4 separate regions of the Mus musculus genome follow, and regions 1, 3 and 4 are each linked to region 2. The links are chromatin contacts, called in public ChIA-PET maps. All regions are on one chromosome and are shown on one strand. Each heading gives the region's core, a stretch centred on a gene start, on an enhancer-like site or on the middle of the called end of the contact. The rest is flanking DNA. Distances are from core to core; before and after follow the strand shown. Region 1 has its middle 28 kb from the start of Gm31804. Region 2 has its middle 70 kb from the start of Oxsm. Region 3 has its middle 97 kb from the start of Gm31804. Region 4 has its middle 5.3 kb from the start of Gm31804.

Region 1 (3,035 bases), core at 165-2,664, 430 kb after region 2:
TCTACACTGGTCCACCCAGTCAGCACTGGTTAGTAAGTATCGGCTATAGGCAAACACTACTGTACTCAGATTAATTGATCTTCTCTGGGTCCAGAGGAATCAAAGGCTATGATTAAGATATATATGTCAGACATTCTATAGCTCCCTGACCAACACAACACCATTCCATGAAAACACATTCAGAATGGCATTTCATAAAACACCAGCAGAAGAAGCTCATCTAAATTATTTCATTCCAAATAGTCACAGACTCTTTCAAAATGCAAAGACTTTAATGAAAAAGCCCTCCATTGGGCTACAGGTAACTTGTAGTCTTCTTAGTACAGATGCTAAAGATGCAAGGACAAGTACTCATGAGCACCTTCCAGTGCCACCTTCCTCTCTATGGTCCTATGGTCTTATGCCATGTAAAGAATGAGTTTCCGAAAGGAATTTTATTATAGTTGAGAATGTATGAGAGATGAAACAAGAAGAAATTCTTTAGAGTCGAAATAGATCCCAGGAAAGTGTTGTCATAATCAACCTGCTCTAAGCACGAGAAGTGAGCTGAGCAGGACAGTTGTCCTACACATGAGGTCTTCATGTGACTTGTCATTTCTGTGTCTTGCCTGGCACACCTTCTGCTGGCACACCCTTAAAGGTTAGTGAAGTATCTGATCATCCACAGGTTCCAGGCTTCAGCTGCTATTCTGAAAAGGATAAGTTAAATTAAAAAACAAAACAAACAAAACAAAAAAAAAACCAAAAAAAAAAAAAAAAAAAAAAAACCAGAGTACTGTCAGCACCCTTAAACAATTTGGTATTTTTGGTATTTTAGTTTGCAGGGCAGAACTACTGATAGAACCCAGGTATTTCCAGCTTCAGGCCAGGCCAGGACACCTGGACAAATGGAAGTGCCCACAATGGTTAAAAACAAAATTGCTAATTATTGAGACTCCCTCCTGAAGTTGCTCAGCTAGCATCTCTCTCCTACTTCATCACGTTCCCACATGTTCTTGCTTCACTGTCCCTTTGTGTTATCAAAGGAGAGACCACTTCACACTCACACTGCCTACAAACTGCTTTTAAAAAATGCTACTGAGGCTTTGAAAAATAAAAATTAAGCCATCATTGGGAAGAGAGGCCCATTGGTCTTGCAAACTTTATATGCCTCAGTTCAGGGGAATGCCAGGGCCAAGAAGTGGGAGTGGGTGGGTAGGGAAGTGGGGGGGGGTATGGGGGACTTTTGGGATAGCATTGGAAATGTAAATGAAGAAAATACCTAATAAAAATAAATTAAAAATATTAAGCAGAAAAAAAAAAAACTAAGAAAAATGTGTAACTTGATGGGGGATTGGTGAGAGGAAGTGGGTTTCTGAGTCATACCCAGGTGGTAACTAGGCAGAGCCTCGCCTGTCTTGGGCTTCAGTGAAGGTCTCGTGATGCTTCTTAGAGAACACAATGCTGGCAGATGGGGACCCTGTGGCTTCACATTTAATCTTGTGTTTATATTTGGTCTCAAATTGGACTCCTAGTGCTCAGTAGTCACTCATGCGGGATGCTCTTTATCTGCTGTAAAGGGATTTCCATCAACTAGCAGGTAGAGGTTCGTACAAAGCAATTTGATTCAATCTTAGAGAAGTATCTAGTGGAGGAAGTTAAAGCTGGCTTTGGCTGGTATCCGTGTATCCCACTAAGAACCATGTGAGGAGGAGCTTAAGCATCCTCCTCTAATCCTAGCCTCCACTCTCCAGTATATCCAGGTTCTGTTGTGTGCTTCCTTGCATATGTACTTTCATGAGATAAAATAGTCTTTACTCCTTCAAGTCAATTCCATGAGATAATATAATTTTCAGTTGGTTAGTGTTTAAGATGAGGAGTTACTGTGCTATAGGGAATATATATATATATATATATATATATATATATATATATATGTGTGTGTGTGTGTGTGTGTGTGTGTGTGTGTGTGTGTGTGTGTGTGTGTGTGTGTGTAACCATATAGTTCAAACCTTAGTTCTCAAGTTCTGTGGCTCAGCACAACTAGCTTCTATGATAATTTATTGAGTCCTCTTATGTCACTGGTTTTAAAATTTAATTAAGAAAACTTAATTTCCCTGTGTGGAAAAATCCTAAAATGTGATTGACCCAAAAGAGCACTGTAAACATGCTTTCCCTATCAGAGCTCCAGCCCAGCCTAAGCAGGAATCTCAGGCATGCTTTGTACCACAGGCTGAGAATCCTGCTGACAGATGTTAAAGGTGGTTTTTGTATCCAAGAGGAAGGCTACTGCCACTGTAAAAGTAACATGTAGCAGGTAGGCCTGAGAATCTAATAGAGTTGTCTGTTGTGATTCTATTTGTTCAAAATGTTTCCTTTTAGAAAGACAGAGCAGAAGAATCTACAGAAAAGGGGAGGGATCCAGCTCTTGCTTCATTCTTTGCAATTCCTGAGCAAGCGACTTTCATTTCTGAAATTTCACTTCTGTGTCTAGGGAGTGGGGATAAGGCCAGTCAGGTAAATGACTGGTACCGTCTGTGGGCAACCTATTTTTGCTAAATACTCACATCAGAGTTGAGTGGCCTGTGATGGGTGAATGTCACCTTTGGGCTGTGACACCGAGGAGTTTCCAAGTTTAGAGAAAGCATCAAAAACATTGTATGAGCCCCAAAGTTCCAACCAGGCAACTGAGTTCAGCTTTTAAAATAGAATCAGAAAATAGCCTTAGACATCACATGTGTTTTTTAAGCTTTCACATACCAGCAGGGGCAGCCTAGGCCCTCCTCAACTCATTTTTTTAATTATACAACATCCATTTCATAAAGAAGATATAACTGAGTTCTTCTCCAGCTTGCACCCCACTTCCAATGATTTAAACAATTTCTGTGCCTCCTATTTAAAGTTCCTTGTCATATTTTTATGTTTCCTCAGATGGTCAATATTCCAGGAGGCATCCTTGAATATACCATATTTGATCCTGGACTGAGCAATGAATTACTCAGGGAGGAGGAGAGCAGGAGAGACAGCTGCCAAAGGGTAATGTCGACTCCTGGACT
Region 2 (3,282 bases), core at 142-2,641:
TCCTGAGGAAATGCCTACCTTGAGGAAACATCTGTGGCCTGAACATCTAAGGTCCCAGGAATGAAGCCCTCTGGTGTCTTGGGTTTGTCTGTCTCAGTCCTAGAAAAATCTTTGTTCCTCAGAGACTCCAGAAAGCAGAAAACTTGGGTCATATGGCAAGTACCATTCTGGTCCTAAAAGGTTTATCTGGTTTGAATCAATGCCTTAGTCAGACTGAGGATATAGGATCAGGCTCCAACTAGGAGAGTCTACTTGTAGGGGCCTCACTGGAAGCAAAATGTAGAATATATCATTTTGGTTAACCACTTGTGTCTGTATTCAGACCATTTTCCCCTCCTTCAAGTTCCTGTGGCAGAGGAGAATTTGGGAAATGCCCTTTTAAGAATACTTCCCTGCCTAGGTCCTAGTAGAGAGTTTTCAGTAGGAACACTTGGTTAGAAAGAGGTAGAGTTTCCAAAGATGCTTTTAGAGAGTCCTAGAGGATCAGCCACATCCTGATTGAGGCAAGTTCTCTGTGAAAGTGCTGGTAGCCAAATTTCCTCTGGTTTTGCTACATGTGTGAATGTCTCTAGATCCCTGTGTAAAGCACTCCTACCTGTAACACAGACCACTTCCACATTTTCCAGATTAATTATGACTACAGCAAGCAATTACAGTTATTAAATTTTCTTGGCAGGGCTTTAACAGGGCAGAAGGGCAAATTAAATAGCAGATTTGGAAGCTAGGGTTGAGGCTTGGGCATAGGGCAGAGGCTGGACAAGCCAGGCCTGGTTTGTGGGTATGGAAGTTTTTGATGTCTATCAGGAACCACATGTGATATAATTGACCACAGCCTTGCTACTTGCTACTGAGTGGTAGCCTGGAAAGGACCAAAGGAGGCACATCAGAAGGTCAGAGGTAGAATGAGGTATATCTGAAACAAGGCTAGGCTGAGGAAAAATGGAAGGCCTAGCATTCAGGGATTCATTTGAAGTCCTGGAAAAGATCCCATGAGGGTCAAGACTAGGGTAAAATAGCCAGACTCATCATAAAGGGACTAAACAGATGAGCCTTGGTGGTTGGGAAAGTCAAGGTAGAAAATACTCACTGATGTTGCATGCCTGTGAGTCTGTGGATCCTGGATCAAGCATTGACCTTTAGGGGGCAAGTAGAGAACATTGGAAATCACAGTGGCTTAAGGCAATAAGACAATGTTTAGTACTCTTACATAACAGCAATAGGGCTTCCCTAAGCAAGTCAAGACTGATTTAGGACGAGGCAAGGAAAGATGCTGTTAGAAATAAGTTTGAAGTTGCAAAGAAAGAGATTACAATCAGGTTAAAGTGTCTCAACAAAGAAGTTTATTTCCTGTCAGAAGGGTGTGTTATTCACAATGATGGTTGAGCAAGCACACCTGCCCAGGAAGTGAACTCGGTTTGTGGGTGAGCAAGCACACCTGCACAGGAAGTGCAATTAGTTTGTGTTTAACTAGCCGCTGACTGTGTCTTTTCCCCATTGGCTGAGATTTGACCTCATGGTCTTTTGAGGGTAGATAATTTCAAAACAATTGGAGCAAACAATGAAGATGAGCAGAGCAGTGAACCATTAAGATATGATGATGCCAAGCAGGGCATTTGTGTAAAATCAGGCTTACCCTGGAAAGGATGAAAACATTTGCATAAAGGTTTTACCAGATGGGGAAAGTAAAGAGATTGGAATTCCTTGTTGTAAACAAAAGTTTTGTAGTGTTTGTCAGGACAGTCTAATATTAAATGTTTCTTACAATATGAAGATTGAAGAGTTACTGACTGTGTCCTGGCTGGTACATCTTGGATTTAGGGCTAAGACAGACACAGCCTCAAATATGGGATCCTTATGTGGCCCCACAGACACTGTCACATATGTGAAATCACAAAGGGGTTCCTTAATGGAGGTATATAAAATGAGACCTCGAGACTATGTAATGGCATTTGTCACTTTTTGTAGATGGCTTCATACACTTAGTGAGGTTCCAAGAAATCAGTTTTCCATTCTGTGCCTCAGTGTACCCCATTTGATGCTTGAATTCACATTCATCACACACATTTTAAAAAACAGAATATAATCTATCAATTTATTATAAAATATTTGCTTTCATTTAAAAGCGACAGTTGTACTGAAGTTCTGACATTTTTTATTGCTATTTTAGATTTTCTATTTTCTTTCAATCAATTGAATTTTAGCAAGATAGCTTTCTTTTTATGTGTTTTTGTGTGGGCTAGTTTTTTCCCCTTTGGTTATGTTTTTATTCAAATAGACTGTCTCTATTGGCTCTCTGGAATGAAACAAATTTTAATCGTTTATGCAGCCGGCTTTTTTCCTTCTGTGGTAGGTTTCTTTTCTGCTGGTTTTCTTGGTAGCCACAACCCTTTTCCCCTGCAGGCTTCTTATCTTCTTGACATCCTTGGGCTTCCTTTCTTCCTTGCCTACAGCCGACTTCTTGTCTGCAGTCTCCTGTGCTGCAACCTTCTTCAAGTTGGCTGCCTGTGCAGTGGCTGCTGTTTCCAGTTTTTCACCTGAAGTTTGTGATTCTGGCCTTAGGAAGAATGGTATTCCTGTGCATAGTCTTTGTGGTTCTTCAGTGGATTCTTCTTCAAGACTCTACACTGAATCTTCTTGTGTGGTGCTCAGGGGGCTCTTTGAATCTCTGGGATTTTCAAGATTCTGCTAAGATCTGAGTTCATCGTCTTGTGCATGGGAAGGTTACAGTTACTCTTGAGGAAAGCAGCCTTATGCCAAATGCCATACTACTCATCTAACTTCCAGAAAGCACTTTGAGTCCAAATTCTGAGACATCCCACATGCCCACCAGGAGTAGATTTTAAAATGTTTTTGCTTACATTAAGTAGAGTAATACCAAGGATGTTTCTGAAGGCCTTGATGAAACCATTATCTTCATTGTATAGGACACAGGGTCCCCACTGCTGGGTCTGCTGTTGGTTTCTCACTTGGCTTTTGCCACCTCTCGTCCTCTGAGAGGAATAGACATTTTTGATGTCATCCCAAACTTTAAGTTTCTTTAGCAGCCTCCTTGGTCTTCTTGTAACCTTCAACCTTATCTTCAACAACCAAAGGCAGTTCTGAAACTCCCTTAATTGGAAGACCTTTAGACATCACCAAAGCTGGTAAAGCTGAGGCAGCCAGAGCAGAAGAGATGGCGTATCACTTTTGTGTTGTGTTCACTCTGTGGTGCCAATGAGGTTTTGGTTGTTGCAAATGTTAAGTCCCCAGGACACATATTTTCAAAGGCACCCTGACCAGAAT
Region 3 (3,349 bases), core at 548-3,047, 500 kb after region 2:
CCTCAGTCCCCATTCTCTTCCCACCTCTCTCTCCACATGCTCATGACTGCTCTCTCTCTCTCTCTCTCTCTCTCTCTCTCTCTCTCTCTCTCTCTCTCTCCCTCTCTCTCTCCATTTCTCTGCCTCTACTACCCTCTTAACTCCCCAAAGTTTATTCTACATTATACCATCAGGTGGCTGGCCCCTCATGGGGAAGGGATGCCTCAGCATGGGTCCTTTGAGGCACCCCCTTCCTCCACACCTCACCACAACTCCATAGAACATATCCCTCCTCAATCATTCTATAAACACAACAGACTGGACATTTAACATCTGTGTGCAGCATCCTGTTTCTAAGATTGGGTGGTGATTATTAGACATGCTCTAAAGTGAATGAAAAGTATGGAAAGGAACTCTTGTCCTGGCAAGTTGCAGCAAGTCCAATAGTCCTCTCCTGCCCTGCTGTCCTTTTCTTGAGTTTTGGAATTACTAAAATCTTTGAACAGGATTATATTTCATATTTCAATATCAACATATTTGTACCTCAGTTTCACTTGCTCAGACATCCCCAGGAATATCTCCTATTGTCAGCTCCTAGGCACAATTAAGCAATGCATCTAGTATATATCTCAATCTTCCATTCAGTAGCATTTTATCACAGATTTTTTTACTTAAAGTTCTTTCTCTCTATGATCACAGGGTTGTTAGCTAGCGAATTCACAGGTAAGCTAGGGCCTTACCTGTGAATTCACACCACACCATGGCATACAACAGGTGTTCATAGAAGTCAATCAATGTGGGGTTGTGGATCTACGGATCCATGAAGAGTCAGCCAAAACAAGAGTAGGGTCAAAGTGTGTCCAAATGCCAGAAATCTCATCCTGAGTTAGACAGAAGTAGGATTGCTCCCACACTACCTCAGGCCTGTGTGTCCTAGCACAGGTAGCTCAATCCCACCTTTGCTCCCTGGAGGAGGTCACATAGACCAGTAGCCCGTTTAAACTTTCACTCTCCTTATAAGGTCATGTCCAGCAGCACCTGGATTTCCTCCTATGCAAATGAGGAATCTTCAGTGCCATAGTCCTGGCTAACAATTTACACTTACTCAAAAAGCTCTCCAGTGGTTTAAGTAGTCATTTTCCACCACTAAACATGCTGCCCCAAAGAAGCTGTCTCCAGAGACTCTATTTTTGCTGAGCTCACCAACACCTGAGGTGATTTTGCTCCTGGATGTCTCACTTTGCTTCAATATTAGGGGCAGGGAAGTTCAGCCTGAACTTCAACACAATAAATCCACCAGATAGCGATTTAACTTGCAGTACTTAAGTGTGGGATGACTGTTTAACTAGGCCATATTTCTGGTAAAGGGCTTCTGTTTTGAAGTATTTTCCATTGATTTCAGATTCTTTCCTACTTTGTACTTTCTGTCAAGTCTCAAAACCCTACTTTCATTCTTTCATACACTGTTTTGATAAGTCACCTAAAAAGTAAGCCAGCCAGGTCCTTATGAAAAGCCAGTTCATTGTGGCCAAGATCTTATTTATCCATGTCATCTAGGTCCCCACAAAACCAGCCTGCCATGGAGCAGTTATAGTATCCACTCTCAATTCTCTATGCAAAAACTAGCTAACACATAATATACTCATGTCACAGTAGGTCTCTGTACAAAGGCACAACTCCATGTGTCTAGATACAATAGTCTCATTTCAACAGTGGATTTCATCTCATGCAAACCTCTCATTAGAATGGAGGTTGTTATGGGCCAGAGGAAGGGAGTTGGTGGCTTTGTGGTCAGCTTGTTCCCCTGTATTAGTTCCTTTTCTACTGTGATAAAACACCATAACCAAGACATCTTATAGAAGAAACACTTTCTTCAGGTGTATGGTTATAGAGATGTAGAGTTCATGATGTTGGAGAGTTGGCATGGTGGCTAGAGCAGCAGCTGATAGTTCATACTGTAGACTACAAACAGGAATGAGAGAGAGAGAGAGAGAGAGAGAGAGAGAGAGAGAGAGAGAGGGAGCTCAAAACGTTATGAGTGTCTAAACTTCTAAGTTCATCTCCAGTAGCATAAATAGTGCAACAAGGCCACATCCCCTACATCTAGCCAAATAGTGCCACCAACTGGGAACTGAATACTCACACACCAAAGACTGTGGGAGTCATTTATGATTCAAATGATCACAGTAATGGTTGACGCTTGGACACTCTTGGTTATGGTCTGGGTGGCAGCATGTCACCAGTAGCTGATTAAACCAATCCTTCCCTGTTCTTTAGTTATATTCTTCAGTCAAGCACTTGTAGCAGGCACTAAACCAACCACCCAACTTCAGAGCCATCTCTGTCTGCCATGGACTTAATAAAGCACCATGTTAATACTGTGGCACTGTAATTGCTGTTTTTCCTGTGGTACTACAATAATGGTTTTTAGAACAAGTCTTTTTCTCAAAGGTTCCAGATTTCTCAGAGACTCATTGCTCTGAGTTTTTGGCCAAAGCAAGCCTTTAATCTACATGTTTGTTTTGCAGTGGGCTCTTTGAACTCACAAGAGAGTCAAGCAGATCTATGTCAATGACTGGAGGATGGTGTAGAAGAAAGCTATTGTTGCCACTCACAGGAGGTGTCTGCTGTGGGCAGAAGAGTAACATATCTGTTAATGAAGCTATGAAATCTTTAGATTCCACACATCAGCCTCTGTGAAAGATCTGCTTATATTAGTCTAAATAAATCTTGGAGTGCTTTTTCTTCTTTGGGAATGTTTTCTCTGCTGTTATGATTGAGACAAGAGTGTGTGGGTAGCATGAATAGACATTCTTTTGCAGTGGAGTACACCATCTCTTCTTTCCCTGGCCTGAAATGTTCTTAATAATTAAGGAGATGATGCTTTGTACTCATTACCAGAACCATGTGGCTGATGCCTTGAATCAGTGAGGCTTTGGGTTTAGAACTTGAATTTGACAGTTTAGGATGATCCTTGAGAATCCTTGAGAGGTCCCATAGTAGTCCACTGAAGGAAATCTAACACTCTCCTAATAGCCAAGACTTCTCTCTCTGTCTTGGCCATGAAACAGCCTCTGTGCACCAGCCTCTATCTTATCCATTCTGTCCTGTTCAAAGCTACTGCTGAGGATGATCCCACCAGGATGACTAAAGCTGCTGGTTCTTCCTTACAAATAAGATGGCTGGTTTGCATTCTTGCATAGATTTCTATGATGATACACAGTAGCTAGTAGTGCCCTCTGTTCTAGAAGTCTAACCTCAAGGTTTAATAAAAAGGTTTAATAGTTTCTTAGACTCTAACTGATGTCAATATAAGATATTCAAAACGATGGAAAAGGCTTTCAAGCTGTACAATACAGACAGACATAGA
Region 4 (3,050 bases), core at 17-2,516, 400 kb after region 2:
ATTTTAGAATCGTTTTCTGAGAGCTGATTTAATGATACTTTTTAATCATTCTTTAGTTTGCCCACCTTGTCTCAAACATTATCATGTACCTAACAATTTCCAGCTCTCATGTCCACTGTGTGGAGATGACTCCTGACCAGCATCATTAGATGTGTGTGACTTAGCTGAAATCTTCAGAGGTATGTAATAAGATAGTGCAGCCTCATATCTCTCAGAGAGGAGGAGATATGTCATATATTCTATGTTAAAAATATTTGGGAGTAACAATCCTTACATCTTAACTATTAATTATTAGTTCACAATTGACTCGATCAAATGAGTTTGGGGATTATTTACAAATTACTTTTCTTAGTGGTATTTATATTATTCAAAATTAAGTATTCTCAATTGAATTATTATTATTATTATTATTATTATTATTATTATTATTATTATTATTATTATTATTTGATTGATATCATGAGGCAGGATATGTACCTCAGGCTGGACTCATGCTTATGATATAACTAACATGCTCCCAGACCTTAGCACAACTATTGCAATGACAGAAACCCATTCAGGTGTTGGAACTCAGAACATAGGCGGGGACATCTGACACAAGAACTTAGACCTAAACCACCTCACAAAATAGATACAAAGGTTACATCAATGGTCCAGGGATGTGGCTGGAAAAGCCACAAATGTACTAACTGCTTTTTTGCTCCTGCAGTTCTACTTCTTGCTAACTGCTCTTGTTAACTGAAGTGTTCTGACCAGGATATGGTTTTTTTTTTTTTTTTTTTTTTTTTTTTTTGTGCTTAAAATGCCAAGAAAGGTAAGGCTCAAGGCTTCATGGTTTGGGCAAGTTCTCTCATGCAACCTCCATGGCTGTGTTGACTTTAGGAGTCCTGTGTTCACTGAAGGAGTTATCTTGGAGAAGTGGCCCTCCTGTCTCAGCTCCTGATGGAGTTACAGGTGTATATCATCATAATTGGACTTGAAACTGTATTTCACTAAAAGCAGGCTTACTGATTCAAAGCTTCTGCATTTAGAAAGCTGTGAAGGATGCAGCCACATCCTGTGGACTGACCTGATGTGCAGCAGCATGGGTCTCATTCCTTCTGGCACTGAGACAGAACTGATTGGAACCATTTTTCCATTCTTTTTTTTCTTTTCTTTTTTTTTTCTGAAGAAAACGTGTCTGACCCTCCCCGTTCTACCAGAAAAGAGTAACTGCTGAAAGTGACGTCATTCTTTCCCAGCAGCCGGCTTCTTCCTGTCTCATGGCTGCGGCTTGGTTTCCCTTTCCCATGGGTGTCACACTGTGGTTCACACTGTGGCTGCAGTGTTGCTTTCTGTAAGACTGTTTCTCACTTCCTTCTTGTCTCACCTACATTTTCATTTTTTTCTGCTCCTGAATTTTACTGTTTATTATACAGTGTTTAAACTCCCTTTGAAACGAAGTGTTTTGAGGGTGAATAAAACACCCGGAATTGTGTCCCATTGAGGGCCAAACAAAGATGACATGGGCTGGCAATAGAGCACTAATGCTTTCAAGATCTTTGCCTCAAGAGACAGTAAACTCATATCAGCTGATGTCATCATCATAAAAACATTTTGAAAACCATTTTAGAATGTCCTCTTAAGTTCTCAGCACAGCGAACAAATGTTTCAATGGCTGTAAAATCTTCTGGATCATTTTTATTCCAGGAACAAAAAAACCAACGCTCAATGTAGAGAACCAGAACCACACAGGGCTCATCAAGCTGGGTTAGCACTTTTATTTCTTCTCAAATGTACAAAATAGAGTGCCAAGAATTGTAAAAGACAGGGTTAGTGAGCTGACACTGAAAGTGTTCCCCAAGGACCAACTTAGAGAAGCCAGCAGGCATGAGGGTTGGTATTACATGGGCATGTGGACAGGCATATGCTACTGTTAGGAATCCTGTGACTATCCCCCCCAAAAAATCTCAGAATCTATCACCACTACAATTCAAAGTCAAAAAGGTCAGTAAAGTCATGGTCACAGTGACCTGGTGACTGGTACATTACCTCAGGGTTCCACCTAGAATCACAGGCATTTCCCATCATGCATTACTTCGCCTTCAGACCCCAGGGGAGCCATGGGTTTGGCTGATCATAGTGGGATTCAGGACTTTAGATCCATCTGTTTATTGTTGGAAGTGGTGCCATGGGTCTAAATTCTGAAGCTATTTTGCCCCCTCATGAAGGGCTGTTCTGTAAAGTCTGATCACAATCTAGTGTTTACTTGATCTCATCACTTTTGTGTTGTGTGTTTTCCCTTCCATTGGTGCCATAGTGTAAGGGACATAATTCAGTATGCTTGCCAGAGGGACTATTGAATGTTATCCAGTTACTGAGAGCACAGGTGGGTCTGGGAGTGTGCTCCATGGGCTCTATACCTGAACACTTCTGATGTTCTTGCTTCAAGAACTGTAAACAAACTCACAATAATTGGTACTGGCCAACAGTATCTACAGGAAGCTCATCTTTTCAACATACAAGACTGGAAGACAGCAAAGAAAGGGCATGTTTCAGAAGTGACAGAATGACAGTATGTACTATGTGGCTAAGATGACCACAAGATCACGATCTTGTTTTCCACATCTAGAGTGATGGATGAAAAGATAGCTAGGAAAATATGGGACCTCAGCAGAGCATCTGAAGAGTGATGTAAAGCCTGAAAGAAGGCCTGTGAATGTTGGAAGCTTTACACAGAATCTTCTCATCAGGCAGATAGCAGAGCAGCATGCAGACTATCCCAACAAGATTGAATTGGAATGGCCAAGATAATTGTTCAATCACTGTTCAGGTTAGATTTGGGAATCTTTTTTTTAAATTTAATTTTATTTTATTTTAATTAGGTATTTTCTTCATTTACATTTCCAATGCTACCCCAAAAGTCCTCCATACCCTTCCCCCCACTCCCCTAATCTTAAAGGATCTTCTTGAACACCAATACAGTCTCCCAACACTGAAGCCAAAGTGCACACCAGTGTCCAGAGGGCAGCAGAACTCACATCACTAAACCAAGAGGCCAAAAGAACAAG

What was found. ChIA-PET counts read pairs in DNA pulled down with a chosen protein or histone mark.
Region 1: an RNA polymerase II ChIA-PET map of memory CD8 T cells shows a contact between it and region 2, with 37 read pairs. The contact joins two enhancer-like sites. A contact is called at or near these places in 3 of 484 Hi-C or Micro-C datasets (double positive thymocytes and regulatory T cells) and 4 of 115 datasets of contacts at active chromatin or transcription factors (DN3 thymocytes, double positive thymocytes, memory CD8 T cells and 1 more).
Region 3: an RNA polymerase II ChIA-PET map of memory CD8 T cells shows a contact between it and region 2, with 6 times the contacts expected there. The contact joins two enhancer-like sites. A contact is called at or near these places in 1 of 484 Hi-C or Micro-C datasets (cortical neurons) and 2 of 115 datasets of contacts at active chromatin or transcription factors (large pre-B cells and memory CD8 T cells).
Region 4: an RNA polymerase II ChIA-PET map of memory CD8 T cells shows a contact between it and region 2, with 8 times the contacts expected there. The contact joins two enhancer-like sites. A contact is called at or near these places in 5 of 484 Hi-C or Micro-C datasets (CD4 T cells, CD8 T cells, DN3 thymocytes and 2 more) and 5 of 115 datasets of contacts at active chromatin or transcription factors (the 230-238 cell line, DN3 thymocytes, double positive thymocytes and 2 more).

The regions. Positions count from the first base shown.
Region 1 is chr14:15,745,415-15,748,449 of GRCm38.p6, reverse strand. No RefSeq gene overlaps it. Among named protein-coding and RNA genes, the nearest start is that of Gm31804, 28 kb to the left of the region's middle. Within about 2 kb of position 1,414, at least 53 of the 459 cell types and tissues checked have an H3K27ac peak or open chromatin away from gene starts, as enhancers often do. A contact at or near this core is called in DN3 thymocytes, double positive thymocytes, memory CD8 T cells and 1 more, where this site is marked.
Region 2 is chr14:16,171,655-16,174,936 of GRCm38.p6, reverse strand. It overlaps the pseudogene Gm8517. Among named protein-coding and RNA genes, the nearest start is that of Oxsm, 70 kb to the left of the region's middle. Within about 2 kb of position 1,391, at least 65 of the 459 cell types and tissues checked have an H3K27ac peak or open chromatin away from gene starts, as enhancers often do. A contact at or near this core is called in the 230-238 cell line, CD8 T cells, DN3 thymocytes and 4 more, where this site is marked.
Region 3 is chr14:15,676,164-15,679,512 of GRCm38.p6, reverse strand. No RefSeq gene overlaps it. Among named protein-coding and RNA genes, the nearest start is that of Gm31804, 97 kb to the left of the region's middle. Within about 2 kb of position 1,797, at least 5 of the 459 cell types and tissues checked have an H3K27ac peak or open chromatin away from gene starts, as enhancers often do. A contact at or near this core is called in memory CD8 T cells, where this site is marked.
Region 4 is chr14:15,768,242-15,771,291 of GRCm38.p6, reverse strand. No RefSeq gene overlaps it. Among named protein-coding and RNA genes, the nearest start is that of Gm31804, 5.3 kb to the left of the region's middle. Within about 2 kb of position 1,266, at least 67 of the 459 cell types and tissues checked have an H3K27ac peak or open chromatin away from gene starts, as enhancers often do. A contact at or near this core is called in the 230-238 cell line, CD8 T cells, DN3 thymocytes and 3 more, where this site is marked.